Linked DNA regions of Capra hircus: region 1 is linked to region 2. Evidence: chromatin contacts called from public Hi-C data. All regions are on one chromosome and are shown on one strand. Each heading gives the region's core, a stretch centred on a gene start, on an enhancer-like site or on the middle of the called end of the contact. The rest is flanking DNA. Distances are from core to core; before and after follow the strand shown.

Region 1 (5,982 bases), core at 1,030-3,529, 540 kb after region 2:
CAAGGAGTTTTACCGTGAGAGCAGGGAGATCCGGGTAAGGAGGGGAGGAAGCAGCAATGCTGGGGTCCAGCTGGCGTCTGTCCTCCAGGAGCAGAGCATTGATGCAGCGTTTGACGCAGGGAAAGGAGGCTGAGGGCAGAGCACAAAGGGACTCGAGCCGTTTGTCCTGAGGGCAGTTTTAGGATGGACTGGACAGAGTTGCAGTATAGAAATAAGGAGTTCTGGATCTGAATCCTGGGGGAGAACTTGGGCAAATTGTTTTCTCTTCAAGTTCAGTGTTCCCGTAATGTATATGGATATTTTACCGTCAAGAACACCACCTGATATGGGACTTCTCTGGTGGTCCAGTCGCTAGGCTCTGCACTTCCAATGGAGAAGGCAGTGGCACCCGACTCCAGTCCTCTTGCCTGGAGAATCCCATGGACAGAGGAGCCTGGTGGGCTGCAGTCCATGGGGTCGCGAAGAATTGGACACGACTGAGTGACTTCACTTTCACTTTTCACTTTCATGCATTGGAGAAGGAAACGGCAACCCACTCCAGTGTTCTTGCCTGAAGAGTCCCAGGGACGGGGGAGCCTGGTGGGCTGCCCTCTATAGGGTCACACAGAGTTGGCCCCGACTGAAGTGACGCAGCAGTAGCAGCAGCACTTCCAGTTCAGGGGACCTGGCTTCTAGATCCTTGATCAGGGAACTAGATCCCACTTGCCACAGCTAAGAGTTTGCACGCTACAGCTAAGATCTCGTGGGCCACAACTAAGACCTGGCACAGCCAAATAAGTAAATATCTTTTAAAAAAAAAAAAAGAAAAGAAAACTACCTGGGTTTCCCTGGTGGCTCCGAGGTTAAAGCGTCTGCCTGCAATGCGGGAGACCTGGGTTCGATCCCTGGGTCAGGAAGATCCCCTGGAGAAGGAAAAGGCAACCCACTCCAGTACTCTTGCCTGGAAAATCCCATGGACAGAGAAGTCTGGTAGGCTACAGTCCATGGGGTTGCAAAGAGTCTGACACAACTGAGCAACTTCACTTTCACTTTCACCTGGCATGCAGCAGACATTCAGTAAATATTTGGGGAAGAAATGATACAGATTTCTGTGGAGAGAGATTTCACCTGGTTGGGGAAGAACCAGGAAGGTTTCAAAGTGTTTGAAGGTCATCACTGAAGAGGGGTTGTAGAGGATGGGTAACATTAGACAGGAAGAAACAGATCAGGAAGTCCAGGTAAAGGGAACAAATTAAGCAAAGGAGCCCCTGACAGGGAGCAGTGGTGTGTTTGGGAGATATCTGTTCCCCAGTGGAGGGGCCTTAAGTCACTTGAAGGGAACAAGAGGACTAAGGCTGGTGAAAAGATGGCAAACGCCAGCCTGAGGAGTGAGTGTATAAACAGGCAAGGCATCCTGTTTTCAGTGGAGAAGCACTATGCTTGAAAAAAGTGATCTGCCTGTGATATTAATACACAGTGTGGGTGATTTGAAGTCATTGGCTATGGAGTGGTAAACACACATTGAGTGATTTAGACTTGACTCAAGTTTTCCTGGCTGAGTGACTTCACATGAGTTGCTGAATGTAGCAAACCTGTGTCTCTTCATTAAGGAAACAGCTCACCCTGGTGGTTATCGAAAGGATTAAACATCTGTGTGATCACTGGATGCAGTTCAGTTCAGTTTAGTCGCTCAATTGTGTCCAGCTCATTGCAACCCCATGGACTGCAGCATGCCAGGCTTCCCTGTCCATCACCAACTCCCAGAGTTTACTCAAACTCATGTCTATCACGTTGGTGATGGCATCCAACCCTCCCATCCTCTGTTGTCCCCTTTTCCTCCCACCTTCAATCTTTCCCAGCATCAGGGTCTTTTCCAATGAGTCAGCTCTTCACATCAGGTGGCCAAAGTATTAGAGTTACAACTTCAGCATCAGTCCTTCCAACGAATATTCAGGACTGACTTCCTTTAGGAAGGACTGGTGGGATCTCCTTGCAGTCCAAGGGACTCTCAAGAGTCTTCTCCAACATCACAGTTCAAAAGCATCAGTTCTTCAGCGCTCAGCTTTCTTTATACTCCAACTCTCACATCCATACATGACTACTTAGCATTTCCCAATTTCAAGACTGAGACAGGATGAGAGCCCAGCAGGACACTGAGAAGGCGAGGTCGTTCACTCATTCAGTCAACAAACGTCTGTCGGTTGCCTGTCAGGAGCCAGGCTCCAGGGTGGGGCCTGCGGTGGGCACATTGGATGTGGCGCTTCCCCCACGGACCTCACTGTGGGGGAGGGTGCGAGGCCACACCGTGCAGTCACTGAGGGCCTGCCCTGTGCCAGGCCCTGCTCCAAGCAGCAGAGGACACAGAGGGAACAGACAAGGTCCCCGGTCCACAGGCCCCTGTTCCACTCTATGCAGTGTGACACGTGGAACAACAGAGGGAACTCCTGGGTGCTGTGGGCGCAGTGAGGGACTGTCAGGGCCCACGCAGCCCAGGGCGGTCAGGGAAGGCTTCCCAGGGCCCTCGCTGCCCAGAGAGAGCAGAGGGAGTAGACTTCATGAGGACGGGCTAGGAGGTGCAAGGAAGACAACTCCACGCAGAGGGAGGGCGGCACAAGAGTCCAGGGCGTTCAGGGGAGGAAGGTGCCCAGGTCACTGCTGCAGGCTCTAGGAAAGCCCAGAAGATGAGGGCTGAGCAGGGCGTCGGGCTTTGGTGATAAGGAAATTTCTGATGTTCAGGAGGACAGTTTCAGTAAATGAGGCAGTGGAAGCCACGTTATAAGGAATAAAGAACTGAGTGGGTAGTGAGGATGCAAAGGGGGTATGTGCAGACCAGATTTCAGTGAGTTTGGTTGTTCATGGAAGGAGAGGAAAAACAGGGAGAAGGAAATCTCATTTAATACTGTCCACTGGGAACTCCAGGCCCCCGAGACGGCTGCAGGAGCTGCGGGGCCCCTTCTCTTCTCTCTGCCCTGTCACCCACCCATGTGATAAAAAGGCCTCAACCTTCCCCTCCGCTGCCCTGAAGCGCACTGCGTACCTGGTGCAGATAGGAGCCTGCTCTGAGCTCCCACCCGCTGGGCGAGTGTGGAGCTAGACTAACGCTTGTTCTGAGGGGGGATCTCAGATGTGCAGATGGATCAGTTTCACCTGTGCCGCTGCTCATTATTCAGCCACTAGTCACTTAAAGGTGAGTAGGAAACCCACAGAAACTGAGACACCTCAAACCCCACCTTCTCCACGTCTGAGGAGCACCCCGGAAGCAGGCTGATAGGAGTCTGGAAGCTGCGAGTATCTGAGAGCATCTTAAAGTCCAAGGACACCCGACAGTGCAGGGGCCTGCTGACTGCCGTCCTGTGTCTCGGGCAGATTCCTGTGGATCCACAGAGCAACGACCCGAGTCAGTCGGACAAACAGGACGTGCTCTGCATGTGCTTCAGCCCCTCCGAGGAGACGCTGATCGCCAGCACCAGCAAGAGCCAGCTCTACAGCATCACCATGTCCCTGACGGAGATCAGCAAGGTGAGCCTCGCAGCAGCGCTTCCTGCCAGCCTGGGGACGGGTCACCACTGGGCAAATTTTGATCCAATTCCTGAGCATAAGCCCATTCACCCCTTCATAACAAAGCAAAAGAAACTCTAATTTCAATATGTCCTTGGAGGAGCACTCCAACACCTGCAGGGGGCTGGAGTGGGGGACGCCAGAATCTGATTGTTGTAGCCTCTTTGGATGGCATCACCAACTCGATGGACATGAGTTTGAGCAAGCTCCAGGAGTTGGTGATGGACAGGGAAGCCTGGCATGCTGCAGTCCATGGGGTCGCAAAGAGTCAGACACAACAGAGTGACTGAACTGAGCCTCTTTGGAGAACACCTTGGAGGTCCCTCTCAGATTTACATTGTACCTATCTTTTCCTCAGCAAGCAAGTGTACTTCAGGTATTTAATGTACTACAGTACCTGCTCCTGTGCACAGAGACGTTTATGTGTAAAGATTTATCATTGCTTTTGTTTTTAAATAATAAAGAAAGCCAGTATGAATACACTGTCGATACTGCAGCAAAAAGGATAAAAAAGAAGCACTTTGTGCTTATAAAAGGTTCATTTTACCAAGCAGACATTACAGTTTTAAATCTGTATGCAGATAATAGCATGGACTCACAATATAGCCTGCAGACTTTGGCAGAACAACAAGGAAAATAAACCACCTACAATCACAGGAGGTTTTAATATATCTTTCTCAGCAATGATGGTTTTTAAAATAATAACACTATTGAGTTACTCATATACTATACAATTCACCTACTTAAAGTGTACAATTCAATGGTTTTTAGTATATTCAGAGTTATGCAGCCATTACCACCATCAATTTTAGAACATTTCTCCACTCAAAAAAAAAAAATGCCCTTTAGCTATTATGCTCCCATCATCCCATCTGCCTCCCCCCAGCTCTAGCCAGTCACCCATGTCTTGTGTCTCTGTAGATTTGCCTTTTATGAATGTTTCATAGCAATATGTAGACTCTTGTGACTGGCTTCCTTCAGCAAGCACAGTGTTTTCAAGTTTCATTCATGTGCGAGCGTGTATCAGTACTCCATTCCTTTTCATAACCAAATAACAGTCCATTGCATGGATATACCATTTTTGTTGGTCTAATCATCAGTTAACGAATATTTGGTTTCCTTCCACCTTTTGGATATTACAAATACTGCTGCTATAAACATCTATGTACAAGTTTTTCTGTGGAAATACATTTTTATTCTTCTTGGGTATATATCTAGGAGTGGAATTCCTGAGTCAAGCAGGAACTCCATATTTAACCACTTAAGGAACAGCCAGCTAGTTTTCCCAAAGTGCTGAACTGTTTCATATTCCCATCAGCTGTGTATGAGTGTTCTGATCTCTCTGTATTTTTGTCAGCACTTATTCTTATCTGATGTTTAATTTACATTCATAACAGCCGTTGGTCTGTGGTTTTCTTGTGATGCCTTTGTCTGCATTTGGTATTGGGGTAATACTGACCTCACAGAATGAGGTGCAGAGATAAGGTGGAAAAGAGAGAGTTGCTTTTGTTTCAACACAAGGGAGATTTGAGTGTATTTAAAAGCTTGTAGGCTAATATGTAAATTACTCTGTCATATACCCCAGACTAAGACCTTTTTATCATTTCCACGTGGGGGGACCTTATTCACAAGGACTCAGAAAGGACTGATTTGATGGCTGGATCTTCAGTCTGTCTGCTTTCTCCATGGAGAGGGGTGAGCTCACTGCATAGAGCTTCCCTCCCTGCTGTTAGGCGTGCCTCTCAGAGGGAAGGTTGCCTGGAAAGGAGAGAACCAGACCAGAGAGCGGGATCTTCCGTAGAGGGGAGTGTTTTCACTCTCACTTCCAGGATGTGTAAGTCTCCTGCCTGTCTCCACATGTACACTCCACCCTTAGGCCCCCGAATGATACTCTGTTCGGCTGCCAGAGTGATCTTTTCAAAGCCCAGATGTGGTTGTCACAAAATTCACATGTTCCACCACCTCCACCATCGTCACAGCCTCAGCCCCTCGGTGACCTTCCCCGGTGCTCTGAGAAGAACTGGGCTAGGAGCACGGGGCTGGGTGATGTCTGGCCCGGGCTGCGCTCTGCAGCCTCATCCCATCACTCCACCTGATAGAACGAGCCCTTTGATCACTAGGACTCTGCATGTTCCTTCTGCCAAAGGCATCAGCGTTCCTGCCTCTGCATGGGGCACTCACACTCTCCTCTTCCCCACATTAGTTCTTGTTAGTTCTTGCTCAGCCTTCAAGGGGGAAGAAAGCTACTAGGAATGTGCTAGTAGAGACAGGGAGGTTGAAGATATTAGAGAAAGTATGGGAACCAGGTGGAGAATGGACATAGTCTGTGCCTACCCCCTGTTGGCTCAGACAGTAAAGAATCTGCCTGCTATGTGGGAGACCTAGGTTCAATCCCTGGGTCGAGAAGATTCCCCTGGAGAAGGAAATGGCTACCCACTCCAGTAT
Region 2 (6,572 bases), core at 2,863-5,362:
AGTGATCAGGAGTTAAGAGATTGCTAAGGAATGGTGGGTGAGAATAGATACAAGTAAGCATGAAATGGATTGTGGAGACAGGCCTGGTCTTCATTCAGTTTATTCAGCAAATATTTATTAAGGATCTTCTGTGTATGACTGCCACTGCTCTAGGAGTTTGGTTTACATTAATGAATAAAGCAAAGAACCTGGCCCTAATGGGACTTATGTTTTGCAGGGGGAGGCTTATACTAAATAATAGACATAAAGAACAGATCATTAGAAGGTGAGAAATGCTATCGGGCAAGGGGGAACTGAGTGTGGGGGAAGGGGTTATAATTTTTATTTTTTACTTTTTGTTTTGGAGGGGTTGTAATTTTTAAAGGGATCGTCAGAAAATAGTGACTAAGTATCAAGGAATAGTTTCTGATTTTTTTTTTTTTGCAGTTTTGAAAGTGAAGCAGCTTTTTTTTTTTTTTTTCAAACATTACTTACCTAGATTCTTGAAAAAAGAAACACTCTTAACAGATTGGTAGATTATAGTTTGCTTTCTTTTGTTTGAAATAAAGTTTTGTTAGGATACAGCCACACCCAGTCATTTACGGATTTTCTATGCCTGCTTTTATGATACAACAGCAGAGTCGAGTAGTTGCAACAGAGATCCTATGACCCCAAATATTTACTAAATATATATTCCCTGGTCCTTTACAGAAAAAGTTTACTAACCACCCCCCCACCCCACTCCTTAAAGGTTTAACAGATTGTCCATGTTTCACATTTTAGATTATATACACTGTACCATTTTTTAATTGAATTTTTTCCTTTCCTAACAAGATCATGTAAGAAATCTTTTTCATTCTTGCCTTCTTTACAGGGCTAGCATATAGTGTCTTCAACAGTTAGTCACAGCTGTCATGTACTGAATGACTAGTACGTGCCGCAGTTTACACTGAGCGTATGATAGGCATTTCCTCTAACAGTCCTGCTGTGTCAGTTGGTATCACAATTTCAGTGATACAGGAGTTGAGGCCCAGAGTGGTTGAGTAATTTGCAGAGTTGTAAAGACAGTGTATGTCACCACTGGGATCCAGCCCTAACTGTAGCTGGTGTCCCTTCCATTATTGTTTGTTGTTGTTTTCCACAAAGGATGAAGAATTGCCAGTCTTTCACTCACCGTCCTCAGTGTCCCATCGTAGCCTGGGCTCGCCTCGCTCATCCCCTTGTTCATGTCACTCTGCGGTATTTCCACCAGTCCGCTCTGCCTTTTGAAGTGCCGTTATTTCCTCAAGGTTCCGAGGAAACACCGCTCTCCTCTTGTCAGTCTTTCTCCCCCTCATTTGCCGTCCGTGCCTGTAGGGACTCTAAAGGAGTCTGTGTGGCTTAGCGAGCGCCTACTGACGTGTGCACAATAGGCCTGGGCACTGTGTTGGGGGCAGGGGGGGGCAGTGTGTGCCTGTGAGGCTGTGTGGTGTGAGAGTACAGCTGGCTGTGTGCATGGTGTGTGGTTGTGTAGCCATGTATGTGGTTCTGTGTATGGGAGGGCTGTGTATGGTGTGTGTGATTGGTACATGTGTGGCTGTGTACGTGTGACTGCATGATATGCACGAGTGTTGTAAGCGTGACTGTGTGTGTTTGGTGAGTATGACTGTGTGTGTGGTGTGAGACTGTGTGTAGGCGCTGCTCTCTGGGGTGTGTGAGTGGAAGTGGGCACTGCCCAGGCAGAACAGACACAGTGCAGCCCCTGCAGGGGATCTTGGAGGACCCAGATGTCCCCCTTTATTTGTTAGACTGTGGGGAGATGAGGAAGGGACGGTGGCAGAGCACTTGAGAGGATGCAGAGCTGGGCCTTGTGAGTGGGTAGGAGAGCCTCAGGACTTAGAGGCTCTGTTATTTTCTGTTTGAAAGCAGGCAGATAGAGGGATACTTGTAAGGAAGGTTTTTCCAGAAAAGGTTAAACAGAATGGGAATTTCTGTTAACTTAGTTAGAAAAATAAAACTCAGCCCCTAATGGAAGGTCCTACACTTGCAGGTGAATTAGTCTAGACTGTCTTGGTTTAGTGTGGTAGTAAGATAAGTGACATTATGCAAATTTCACAAATAACATCTTTTGGGGGTGGACAAAGCTGGGGGCCTTCCTTTTGCTCTGGTGGGTTACTTTATGTATCTGTGGAGGTTTGTCACTTGAAAGTTAGTAAAGGCATTCTTCCAAGTATTCCAGTTAATGGAATGAAATGGTTCTTTCTATAGGGATCATGAACTGGGACAGAATCAACCCAGGATAGAAGATTCGCTGGGGGCTGGCCTGACCCATGGAATAAAGGTGTTGGCCATTTGTGTTCATTCTCAGGATTCAGAGATGGGCAGTGAGAAGGAGCAGAGCCCAGAACAGCACCTGCCCGAGGAAGGGGAACGGGGTAATAAGCCATGGAGAGTGGATGACTCCAAGGTACTGGACGGGGAAAAAGAGCCTGGGCAAGCAAGCCCGTCGGAGGGGCCACAAGGGCCCCGTCCAGAAGAGCCAACGCAGGAAGTCGCTGTCTCTGCTGCAGAGCCAGAGGACCTCTCCGCTCATCGGAGGCCCGAGGTGGATGAGAAGCCCTTTGTATGTGTCCAGTGTGGCAAAACCTTCAACAACACCTCCAACCTGAGGACACACCAGCGCATCCACACGGGCGAGAAGCCTTACCAGTGCTCCGAGTGTGGTAAGAGCTTCTCCAGAAGCTCCAACCGGATCCGGCACGAGCGCATCCACCTGGAGGAGAAGCAGTACAAGTGCCCCAACTGCGAGCAGAGCTTCCGGCGGCACGCGGACCTCACCACGCACCAGCAGGACCACCTGGGCCGGCGGCCCTTCCGCTGCGACCTCTGTGGCAAGAGCTTCGGCCAGAGCGCGGCGCTGGCCGTGCACTACCGGACCCACCTGGAGCCCGCGCCCTACATCTGCTGCGAGTGCGGGAAGAGCTTCAGCAACAGCTCCAGCTTCGGCGTGCACCACCGCACCCACACGGGCGAGCGGCCCTACGAGTGCTCCGAGTGCGGGCGGACCTTCAGCGACATCTCCAACTTCGGGGCGCACCAGCGGACTCACAGGGGCGAGAAGCCCTACCGGTGCACCGCGTGCGGGAAGCACTTCTCCCGCAGCTCCAACCTCATCCGCCACCAGAAAACCCACCGGGGGGAGCAGGCCGGCAGAGAGTCCAGCTGAAGAGGCCGAGGGAGCGAGGACAGGGCGAGGGGCCCCAGCCTAGCGCAGAAAGGTCTTTAGGAGCCACTGCTGCCACCTTGACCTCAAGCCCTTCTCCCACTTTGGAGAAGGGTTTTCTGTTGCCTCTGAAGCCAGGATCTCCAGGAAGTCAGAGAAGGGACTCTGAGTAAAAATCTACATTTTTCAGGCCAGTTTCTTGTGGTAGAGATAGTCAGAGGACTCGATCTTAGTTTCATCTCCTTGAGGTGAAAGAGAAATAGGGTAGGCTTAGTACTTGCTTATATCCTTAGGGTGACCTTCCCTGGCCTTTAAGGAAGTTCCTGTGCGATAAGCATCACTGTCTGGAGGGCCTCTGTATTGTATGTGGACTGCTTGAGCTTAGGGCGCACTGCAGGGGTGCGCCCACTGTGCTGCAGCTGGCCAGGGAGGAAGGGGCTTCCCAGGCCTGGAGAAGAGGTCTGAGGTCCTACTTTAGGAATGAAAGGGAAACCCTCAAGGAGCCATGATCCAGGGACCTTCACATTCCCTCAGGTGTGTGACTTGTCACCCCCAGCCCAGCGTGCATCTGTTTCCCCAGGATTAGCAGTAAAACCCTTTAATGAAAAGGGCCTGTGTACTTATTTGGGGGCATCAAAGAGGTGGGGAGATGGTCGCACTGCCACCACTCTGGAAGGGAGTTGAATTTCAAGAAAGAATGGGCGACTGCTCTGAAAAGCGGAAGGAAGCAGCTAACTGAGGTCTGTGAGGAGGAAGGGGAGAGAGGGGGGAGTAGTAGTGACTGAGTGTCTGCTGTGCGCCCTGGAGGCCGCAGCCACGTTCCCATTCTTCATCCAGTGCTGCAGGGGCGGATGTGGAGGAGACAAGTGAGGAGAGGCGGAATCGCCTGCTGTGGTCACAGGATGGGAATGCTGGTGGAGCCGGGGTTCACGCCGGGGTCCCCCTTGTTTCTGAGCTGATGCTCTTTCACTGCATTCACCTCGCTGGCTTCCAAAGGAGCCACTCAGGGAGCTGGCCTGGGGCCAGCTGATTTCCTAGAAGCGGGAGCTAGCGCACGGCCTCTTGAGACAGTCCCGGACCCTTTGCTCTGTGGGACGTCAGTGCCAAGCATGAGAACCTTTTCAACTTTAGACTGATAGTTGATTGACACTACTCTGTGCCTAGGAAATAGGATAGTAACTTGGAATAGGGGCTGAGGGGTGGGACAAGATGAACCTAGAGTCTTTGCCCTTAGTAGCAGCAGTTTAGTTCCTAAGGTTGGGACAGCTTGGTAGAGGTCAGGCCTGGCTTCCTGCCCTTCTGAACGCTTGACTCCATGTGGCAAGTTTTCAGTGTTTTCTGCATTAAAGTTTATAGAGTTCACCCAGATTTCCTCCAACAAATCCAAAAGACCCCTGTCTCTGGCCACTCTGGGGTTTTGTTCTTCCAGAGTGAGGGGCCTTCTTCATCTGTCACCAGCTGGCAGAATGTGCCTGGCACAGCTGATGACCTGACTACAATGGGATCCTGCCATCCACCCAGGAGGGGATGTGCCTTTATTTTTTCTAACCATAAAAGATGATTTCCAAACAATTCCCTGATATTTGTAGGGTCCTTTTTAGTTTACCAAGCACTTTTATTTCATATACATTTTCCTGCTCCTTGAAAATCTTCATACAAAGTATTTTAAACATACAGTCACCCAACTTGTATGTATAACTTGCTCCCTAATAATAGAAGTTGCCAGGGACTTCCTGGCTGTACAGTGGTTTAAGACTGCTTCCACTGCAGGGCTGCAGGTTTGATCCTGGCTGGGGAGCTAAAATCTCTCATGCCATGTGGCCAAAAATAAAACTTAGAAGTTGCCATCTAACACCTACTGAGCACCAGTTATTTCTGATTTGCATGACTAGTGTGTAAAGTAGCAGTATCCCCATTTTGAAGATAAGGAAATTCTGAGGGTTTGAATGACCTGACTTAATGGCTGAGCTAGGATTCCAGTTAGGCCAGCTCTTCGTTTTTGCTCATTACCAAGCTAAGTCTGCTGGTCTCTCAGTCTGGGGAGCTCGGTAACATTAACCTTCTAGACCCACAGCCTTAGTGACAACTGCTATGACTTGGAGTCTTGCCAGTAAGACCTGCTTTGAGCTTGCTGGCCCATTTCATTTACACGTTTCTTTTGGTGTTGGTCCAGGCTATTGAGTTCTGATTAGCCTATTCATTCACTCTCTGATTTCTTTTTTTTTTTGCTAACTTCCTTTTCTTCTTCATTCCTTTTTCCTCCTCCCTTCTCCCTTCCCCTTCTCTCCTCCGTCCCCATTCTGTGCCTCTCGCTTCCTCCTAGTTACTAGGAGTACTGACAGTGAGGATATGGCTTCTATATTCTCTAGTGTGGGGTGGCTGCTAGGTTTCAACAGCAGGCAAACCTGAAAGGGTGGGGCTCCCATCAACACCTGGCACTTGATCCTCGTGTAGTGACCACCCACAGCCTCCCTGCCTCTGGACTGAATTCACATGAAGCCCCTTCCTCTCCCATCAGCCTGCATGCAATTCAGTTCCATCCACCAACATTTATGAAGCAGCTATTATGTGTCAGGAAGCAGGGAATTCTCCCTGCCTCACCTAAGGGAGTTCCTGAGAGGATCCAGAGCAGGGAAGAGATGTTCTGGGTAGGTGTGGAGAAGGGAAAAGCTGAGCACGCATAGCCTATGTACAGGCCCTCTCTCTCTTCCTTCAGCACTGGAGGACCTTGACCCCTGAACTCCCCTCTATGATAGGAAAGATCTAAGGGACATCAACACAGCCATAGCCAGAGCTCATGGGTCCCGACTTCTGTTGAGATAGGCAGTCACCCCTGGTCTCCTTATGCTCTGAAAGTTCTGGGTTCCTTCTGCTATGAGATCCCAGATGAAAGGAGAGGCCCACATGTATCTTTACCTGCAGGTCTTGCCACCTACCATCCAGCACTCCTTGGAATCAAGGCATTTTCCCGGTCTCTAGTCCACAGAGAGACGTCACCCCATTACGATTTGGGTAACAATACTTCTTTCCCATTCTGTCTCACAACACCATAGTGCAGGCAAATTACAGGATTGCTTTTGATGGAGCCCAGAAGATAGGCCTGGAACCAGCCCTACACAGGTTTGGGTATTGGGAAATGGTGATTATAACAGCATTTACTATTGATCCTAATTTTAAGTCTTCATAGTTCTGAAAGGTAGTTATTGTTGCCATTTTGCCGACGATGAAATCGAGGTTCAGTTCAATTAAGTAATTTGCTCATTTAAGGTCATGTGGCCACTAGGTGGCTCACCTGGGATTTTAACCAACCCAGACCTGATCCTAAGGCCTTCTTAATGACATGGTAATTGAGCCTTGCTCCCTGGACCCTGACTCCCTGTCAGGTCCCACT

What was found. Hi-C and Micro-C count contacts between places; a contact is called where the count stands out from the background.
Region 1: a Hi-C map of blood shows a contact between it and region 2, with 4 times the contacts expected there. The contact joins two enhancer-like sites. A contact is called at or near these places in 2 of 5 Hi-C or Micro-C datasets (both in blood).

What each region holds. Positions count from the first base shown.
Region 1 is chr3:17,934,007-17,939,988 of ARS1.2, forward strand. It overlaps CFAP57 (cilia- and flagella-associated protein 57), which reads left to right. Exons shown (of 22, transcript XM_018042755.1): 4 at 1-34; 5 at 3,346-3,498. Among named protein-coding and RNA genes, the nearest start is that of CFAP57, 12 kb to the left of the region's middle. Within about 2 kb of position 2,280, at least 1 of the 5 cell types and tissues checked has an H3K27ac peak or open chromatin away from gene starts, as enhancers often do.
Region 2 is chr3:17,387,794-17,394,365 of ARS1.2, forward strand. It overlaps ZNF691 (zinc finger protein 691), which reads left to right. Exons shown (of 2, transcript XM_005678591.2): 2 at 2,227-3,789. The coding sequence starts at 2,336. The coding sequence ends at 3,184. Among named protein-coding and RNA genes, the nearest start is that of ZNF691, 4.9 kb to the left of the region's middle. Within about 2 kb of position 4,113, at least 1 of the 5 cell types and tissues checked has an H3K27ac peak or open chromatin away from gene starts, as enhancers often do.